Regions from separate parts of the Sus scrofa genome. Here region 2 is linked to region 1. A link is a contact called in public Hi-C data. All regions are on one chromosome and are shown on one strand. The core of a region is the stretch at or near the end of the contact, and the rest is flanking DNA. Distances in the headings are between cores, read along the strand shown.

What was found. A called contact is a pair of places that touch in the nucleus more often than the background predicts.
Region 2: a contact with region 1 is called in a Hi-C map of liver, with 1.7 times the contacts expected there. A contact is called at or near these places in 1 of 47 Hi-C or Micro-C datasets (liver) and 2 of 2 datasets of targeted methods (alveolar macrophages and skeletal muscle).

The regions. Positions count from the first base shown.
Region 1 is chr5:78,131,882-78,135,742 of Sscrofa11.1, forward strand. RAPGEF3 (rap guanine nucleotide exchange factor 3) reads right to left here and starts at 2,269. Exons shown (of 28, transcript XM_021092600.1): 1 at 1,686-2,269.
Region 2 is chr5:78,183,678-78,187,421 of Sscrofa11.1, forward strand. HDAC7 (histone deacetylase 7) reads right to left here and starts at 2,374. Exons shown (of 27, transcript XM_021092604.1): 1 at 2,201-2,374. The coding sequence starts at 2,219.

The DNA of each region.
Region 1 (3,861 bases), core at 1,019-3,518:
AGTTCTAGGGCTGGCAGAAGCTGGACAGTCCAAAGACTTGGCACCAGACCCACTGCCCATTTCCTCCTTCCATGGAGGGCACAGTGAAAGGCGGGGGGGGGAGGCTACAGAGATGGGGTCCAGAGAGGGAAGCAGAGAGAAACAGGGTCTAGAGAGGGAAGCAGAAAAGAGAGGGGATGTCTGTAGGTCTGAGAGAGGACGGCAGGCTTCCCTCCCCTCCTGGGATCAGTCCTTGGCTGCAGGATGGAGAGGCAGCCGGCAGCTGCTCAGACTTCCCACCCAGGCCTCAGGAAGTTCTTCCTGCTCCTGGCCTCGGCGCCCTCTGCCTCTAGGAGCTTCGCCGCCTCCAGAGAAATGGAGAGACAGCGGGGGACTCCCCTTGAACCTGCTGCAGGGGCGGGCCTGGAGCCCACCTCAGCATTTCCCTTCTCATCCCACAGAGGATGCGGTGGCCTGGATCCTGACGTGGCCTCCAGGTCCCCCCAGGCCCCAGCTCCTCAGGCCTCAGCAGGTGGTGGTGGCTGGGGTCCTGGGCACTGGGCAAAGCAGCGGTTTCTCACCCACTGTGCCCCCAGACCAGTTCTCTCCCGACAGAGCCCAGCCTGTGTCAGCTCCTCCGGCAGGGCCCCGTTTTCCTGTCACACGCCTGGCACTCACCACAACTGAAATTAGAAATTTCTCTGCAATTGCTGAATTATTAGTATTCATTCCTCCTCCAAGAGAACGTGGGCCCCCTGCAGGCAGGACCTGGTGCTGCCTTGCCCCAGGCTGCATGCTTGGCACAGCCAGGGCGGTGGGCACAGAGGCTTCTGGAGTTAAGAGGGTGAACTCATCTCCCTCTCTCCCGCCATGGGTCCTTTAGCTTCCCTCACAGCTTCCTCAGGTCTGCCTTCTTTCTACTCACTTCTTTTTTTTTTTTTTTTTGCCTTTTTAGGGCCGCACCCGCAGCATATGGAGGTTCCCACGCTAGGGGTCTAATCGGAGCTGTAGCCACAGGCCTACACCACAGCCACAGCAACGCCAGATGTGAGCCATGTCTTCCACCTACACCACAGCTCTCGGCAACGCCAGATCCTTAACCCACTGAGCAAGGCCAGGGATCCAACCCGCAACCTCATGGTTCCTAGTCGGATTCGTTAGCCACTCAGCCACGACAGGAACTCCTCCACTCGCTTCTTGACACATCCCTGTCCCTCGCCCTGCCTCAGTCCGTCTCTAACCCACCGTCTTCCTCCTCCAGGAAGCACCTTCACGTGTGGCACCTGGAACCTCTCTAGGGTGGTATGTCTGGGTCCCACGCTCTGGACTAAGCACAGGTGACAATCTCACTTCTGGTTTCTTGATTGCACCCAGTGCCCTTATAGCTGGAGTTGGGGGGGGGCTCCCACATGTACTGATCGAGCCTCCGCGATGACTTTGTCATATCATAAATCCAATCCCCAGACTCAAATCTAAATACGAATATGTACTAATCCCTGTGCCAGGCTTTGTCCTTTAGGTACAGTTAATGCTGTCCCCTCCTGCCCTCAGCCTTCATATTTTCTCACTCCCCATGGCCCCAGGCTCCAGTCCATGCAGAGGTGAACTCCTGGCTTCATCTCTCTCTCTTCCTCTTCCTTTCTCTTCCCTCGCCCAACAACAACCCCATGGTGAAAAGGAAAGGAAAAGAGAGTTGCAGGAGGTACCTGTGATCGGGGGGTCGAGTCAGGAGATGGAGGTCACCAGAAGACCCGGAGATGCAAGCAGGCCCGAGCCCCAGGCCCTCCCTGGTGCCCCTTCCAAACGCTGCGGCCACGGTGATCTCACACACGCACACACGTCCTCCCTCCCCACACTTGGCGGTCTCTGATGCTTAGCCAGCTCTGGAGCTTAAAGACCTGCTGCTTCCGCTCAGCATCTTCTCACTCAGCGTCCTGCCCTCTGCGTGGACCCACAGGTTGTCACTGGGCAGGCAGAGGAAGTGGGGTCTCAGTGAGAAGCCAGACTGAGCGGTTTCACTCTAGCCGTCAGAAGTGAAGACGTCCCCCTGCAGGGACAGAAGGCAGCCACACCCCTAGGGAGCAGCACTGGGCAGGGGGAAGAGGCCAGGGTGACCCTGCCCAGATCTGATTCCTCAACTGGGGATTACTTCCCGCAGCCTGGGCAGCCTGAGATGCTCATGATGGGGCCACCTTCTTCCTGCAGTGAGCCACCTGCTCCTCCGCCCTCCAACAGTCCTTTCTGTTCTGTGGTCTATAAGCCTGACCTCAAGAGGAAGACAAAGCTGCAGAAGGGCAAAGAGGTGGGGCCAGGGGATCCACCTCTGTGTCAGGCACAGCCTCGGGCTGCCTTACCCAGGGTCCTCAGCCTTGAACTCCACAGAGGCAAGGGGTTGGGCAAAGTCTGGAGGAAATCTTGTGGCAACCACCACCTACATTCATGCACAGGAGATTTTTAGCCCAACTTTGCAGAGCTGGGTCTCAAGGCACAAGATTGGAGAAGGCTGCCTCCTAGAGCCAGGATCAAAGAATTCTTTCTGGACCGCCAGCCATTCTCTCCGTTATTCCACAAATATTTGTTGAGTTCCTGCCTAAGCCCGTGGCATTAGACTGGAAACAGGGAATGAGAAATGAGCAAGGCAGGCAATGGAGTGACAAATGCGTCAAAGTTCTTCCTAGACTAAGGGGTTTCCTGGAAGTTGGACTCGTAGTGATAAAGCCAGGACAGTCCCAGGCAAACTGAGAGGAGTTGCTCCCTTACAGATAAAGCCCCTGCGCTCCTGTTGGTTTTATTTCGACAGGATGGAAAGGGTGGGGGTGGAAAGGATAAACAAATACGCAATTTGTGGCTCAGCAGGAACGAATCCGACTAGTGCCTGTGAGAATGCAGGTTTGATCCCTGGCCCCAGTAAGTGGGTTGAGGAGCCAGCACTGCCGTGAGCTGTGGTGTAGGTCACAGACACGGCTCAGATCTGGTGTGGTGCTGTGGCTGTGGCGTAGGCTGGCAGCAGCAGCTCCGATTTGACCCCTAGCCTGGGAACCTCCATATGCCACAAGTTCAGCCCCCAGAAGACAAAACAAAGCAAACAAACACACAAGTGCAGCATGCAGGAGTTTCTGGGCCAGGGATCAAACCCATGCACCAGCAGTGACAATGCCCTATGCTTAACCCACTGAGCCACCAGGGAACTCCAAGAGAGTTTCACATAGCGATATCACTTAAGACAAGATATAAGGTGGGGGGGGATTGTACCTTAGAGAGGGAGGAAAGGATTGCCTCTCTGAGGAAGTAGCATGTGAGCTGAAGCTTGAATGATCAGGGACCAATCTCACGAGCACTCAGAGGAGAGCTTTCCAGGCACAAATTTACAGAGACCAGGGTAGGAACATGCTTGGCGCATTTGAGAAACAGAAAGAAGGCCAGTGTGCCCAAAGTGAAACAGGCAGAGGTGAGAGCAGCTGGAGTTGGCAAGGCTCTAATTTGTCTACCCACATTGCTATGGAAGCTACTGGAAGGATTTAAGCAGAGGAGTGTCATGTTCTCATTTGTTTTTGTCTTTTCAGGGCTGCACCTGTGGCATATGAAAGTTCCCAGGCTAGGAGTCAGATAGGAGCTACAGCTGCCAGTCTACACCACAGCCACAACCATGCAGGATCTGAGCGGCATCTTCGACCTATACCACAGCTCACGGCAACACTGGATCCTTAACCCACTTATCGGAGCCAGGGATGGAACCCACATCCTCATGGATACTAGTCAGCTTCGTTACCACGGAGCCACAATGGGAACTCCTGGTTGTTCTTTTTAAAAGACTATTCCAGCAGCTGGCTGGAGAATGGCGTGGAAGGGGAAGAATGAGCAGAGGAAGAGACCAGTTAGGAA
Region 2 (3,744 bases), core at 1,124-3,623, 52 kb after region 1:
TTCAAAATTACCAGCTCTTAAGCCAAGTCCAGGAGAAGGAAGGCAAAGCGGTGGGGGGTTACACAGGCTCCTGCCTTGGGCAAGCATGCCTGCAGCTACAGCAAGTCCCCACTCCCCACCCCCATTACGCAGGAGCTGCTCACTTCCAAGGATTTTATATCCGGATTGAGGAAGGGATGGAGGAAGAGAAAGTTCCAACTCTCATTGCCAGACAAGGATGAAAGCTGGGGTCCATTATTCCTGAAGGAAGTGGGGGGGCATAATGGCTCCCACGCTGGACACGGATCCCTCGCCTTAGAGTCTGCCGCTCCTCCTCTGGGATCATTTTATTGACGGGGAAACTGAGATTCGGTGTCAAAGCGGAGTGGCCAGTATAGATTCTTAGATCAAGCCATGCAAAGACCTGAATGCGACTTTCCCATCCCCAGGATCACAGCTTAAGACTTGGGGCTAGAGAGATACCCACCCCTGGGCTCAAGCTAAGGAACACAGAGACCTCAGGAGGACACTGCCCCGGGGCCAGTCCAGCTGAAACACCAAGAAGCAGCTTGGAGCCTGGCCATTCGGGGTATGAAAAACATCAGGGGACCAAAGGCAAGGGGAGGAGTCCCAGTGGGTCCAGGACCCGGTTCCAGTTCAGGTTCACTGGAAACAACACAGTGAGCCTGCTTTGTGCTTTAAGTTCCCCAGAAGTGACTCTACAGAATCAGAAAATTACTTCTTCCATCAGGTGGGTAGAGGGAACAGAGCAGAGAGGAGGGAGAATGAGATGCTGAGCAATGAGGAGCTAAGAGGTGTCTTGCAGAAGCAGGAAAAGGAGCTTCCAAGAAGGCTGGTGTGAGGAGAGGAGTGTATGTGGCAGCCTAAGCCACTCAGAGGACCTGGCCTACGGGGTCCCACAGGGAACAGATGGGCCACCAAAGTAGCACACTAGAGGGTAGGGAACTAAGCCACATTCTCCTTTCTTTCAGCCCAGCAGCTGGCAGGGATCCTGAGGAAGGACCCCACGGGTACAGGTCCAAGTCCAGGGAACAGGCTGAGGAGTCCAGATGTTGAGTTCCCAGGAAGGCCACTGAGACTGACAGGCAGAGCTGGGCCTCAGGCAGATGTTGAATGGGGGGGCAGCAGCAAGACAGCCAGTGTCCAGACGCAGGAGGAGGCCTCGTGTATGCAGGACAGCCAGCAGGGACAAGGGAATGACCAGGACTTGGTGGGAAGGGCACCAATGGCTGGTGAGGTCGGATTCGAACGGGCAGCCTGGGCAGCCAGAGGGAAGGAAATGGGGCGGGGGGTGGGGGGGAGCTGGGGAGCCTGCAAACCCAGAGGGCTCTCTCTCCCAGCTCACAGGCCTAGAAACTTTGGGCGTCAGAGGCCAGCCCAGCGGCCAGATTTGCTGCCTGCTCTCACACTCCCCAGAACCAACGGATCTCAGGCCTGGGGGGCGCACATCCTGTCCCCCAACACTCACTACACAGCCTGAGGTCCCCACCTTCCCGCGCCCCGCCAGCTCACTCGGGCACAGGTGTCTCTCCACCCAGATGGGTGAGCGAGGGTGGGGGGCGGTGCTCAGAGAAACCTCGCCGTCAGAGACCCTCCCTCCCAAGGATCACTTTCCCCAGAGGAGGGGTCGGAGTACAGTCCGGCGGGATCCGCGGGCTGGGGGCGCTGAGGTCCAGCGCCAAGGGCCCGGCCCCAACTCAGTGGGTCCTGCCCTTTGCCCTCGGGCTTCCAAACCTTCCGCCCGGAGCACCGCCCCCTCCCGGGGCCGCGGCGGCCGCCCCTCCCTCCCGGGTCCCCTGGTCCGTCTCCCCCCACCCCCCACCCCCCACCCCCACCGCGAATGGGGGTGATGGGACGCCGGGCCACTGCACCGCCGGCCCGGGGCCTCCAACTCCCTCTCTCGGGCCTGCCGCTGCCCCGGGGCGGGCGGATGTGGGCGCCCCGCGGGAGGCCCGAGCCCTCCGGCCCCGGAACCAGCCCAGGCCGGGAGCCTGCCTGAGCCCTGCGGGGCCGGGCGGGACGGGCACAGTCGGGGGCACGGAGGGGGGGGTGGGGGTGCTGGCCGGGCCGGGCCCGGCTCGCGGGGCCACACGGAGCCCAAGCCGGAGCTGGAGCCCGAGCCCGGGCGGGCGGCGCTGGGTGCCGCGCGCAGGGCGGGGCGGGCGGGCGGGCGGGCGAGGGGCGGCAGCCCCGTACTCACCAGCGCCGGGGTTGTGCATCCAGGGGCCGGGGCCCTCAGAGCGGGGGGCTCATGGCGGGGCGGGGGGCTGGGGCGCCGGCCTCACATCCCCCCGGTCGCCGGAGGCTGCGGAGCGACTGTGAGACGGCGAGAGGAAGGGAGGGGGCCGGGAGGGGGAGGGCCCTGGCAGCCCGGCCGGCCGGGTAGGATGACAATGGAAGGAAATGCTTTATCTGAGTCTGAGAGCGGGCCAAGGGGGAGGGGAGGGAGGGGGCAGGCGCTCGCGGCCCGGGGACACACCACCCCGCAGACACGGCGCGGCGCCCGCGCGGGCGGGCGGCGGACACCCAGCGCGTGGAGAGCGCGGGGAGGCAGCGCCGAACCCGGAACGCGGGATTCGGCCCCGACCCGCGCGCGGCCGCCGCGCTGCCGCCCAGTCCCGGCCGCCGCGCGGCGCAGCGACCCGCGCACAATTCCCGGAAACCCAGATACCTGAGCGCACGCACCCTCGCAGACACCACGTACGCGAGCACCCATCCATGTTTACCCGGGCAGAGCCGTTTACACAGACACGCTGCGGGGAGGGACCCCCGCGCCCACAGCACACACGCACGTACGGCCCGGCAGCCAACAGTTACACTTAGGGACAGCGGGACACGCGAGGAGTCCCCGGTCCCGGCGAGGAAGCCCAGACGGACACCCCAGCCCCCCGCCCCAAGCAGGACTTGCCTGAGGAAAGTTCCAGGATCTGATTTGAATCACTGCCCAGGCCTCCCCCTCTGCCCCCCCCCCCCGCCTGCTGAGGGGAATCGAAGGGTCCAGCCTGTTCCTATTAAAAGAAAAAGGGGGTGGGGGTGGCGCGGATTTTGCAAGTTTTCTTTTTTAAAAGAAATTTCTCAAGGGATTTCCTTCCCTCCTCTCCTCTTCCTCTCTTCCTCCCATTCCTCTTCCCCCCACACACACCCTCCCCCCCACTTTCCCCCTCCCGGTCCCTATGAGTCAAACTTCAGCAATGTGCCCAGTGTCTCCCAGTGCATTACAGCGGATCACAGAAATGTTCCAGTCTGTGAGTCGGAATGCAGCCGCCTCCAGCCCTCCCTCAGCTAATAAACTCAGCTCCGGGCTGGCTGTGCGCAGCAGCCCTCCCTGCCCCCGTCCCTTTTAGCGGGATGAGGAGGTCAGAGGCGGGGGGTCGGAGCCTGGGGACCTCGCCATTGTACCTCCCAGCCTGGCTTATCAGCCCAGTCGCCTCCTCGGGGAATCCTCTGGGTCCGCGACCCTGCGGCTCCGGGACAGCGGAGGGGTCTGCAAGGGAAACACGGGGCACTCCTGTAGTGGGAGGCTCACAGCCCAGAAGGCAGAGCCCTGCTTCCCTCTCACCCCATCCTTACTCCCTCCATCCTGGGAGCCCCAGAGCCACAACTCTGCAGAAGACATTGAGGCTGAGCCAGAGGCAGAGCCATGTCAGCTGGGAAACAAGAGTCCACGGTGACCTAGGAGGGCTCGCCCATGTCAAGGTCCAACTTCTGACCATAGATTCGGTGTTGCCCCCAAGCCGGGCTCCA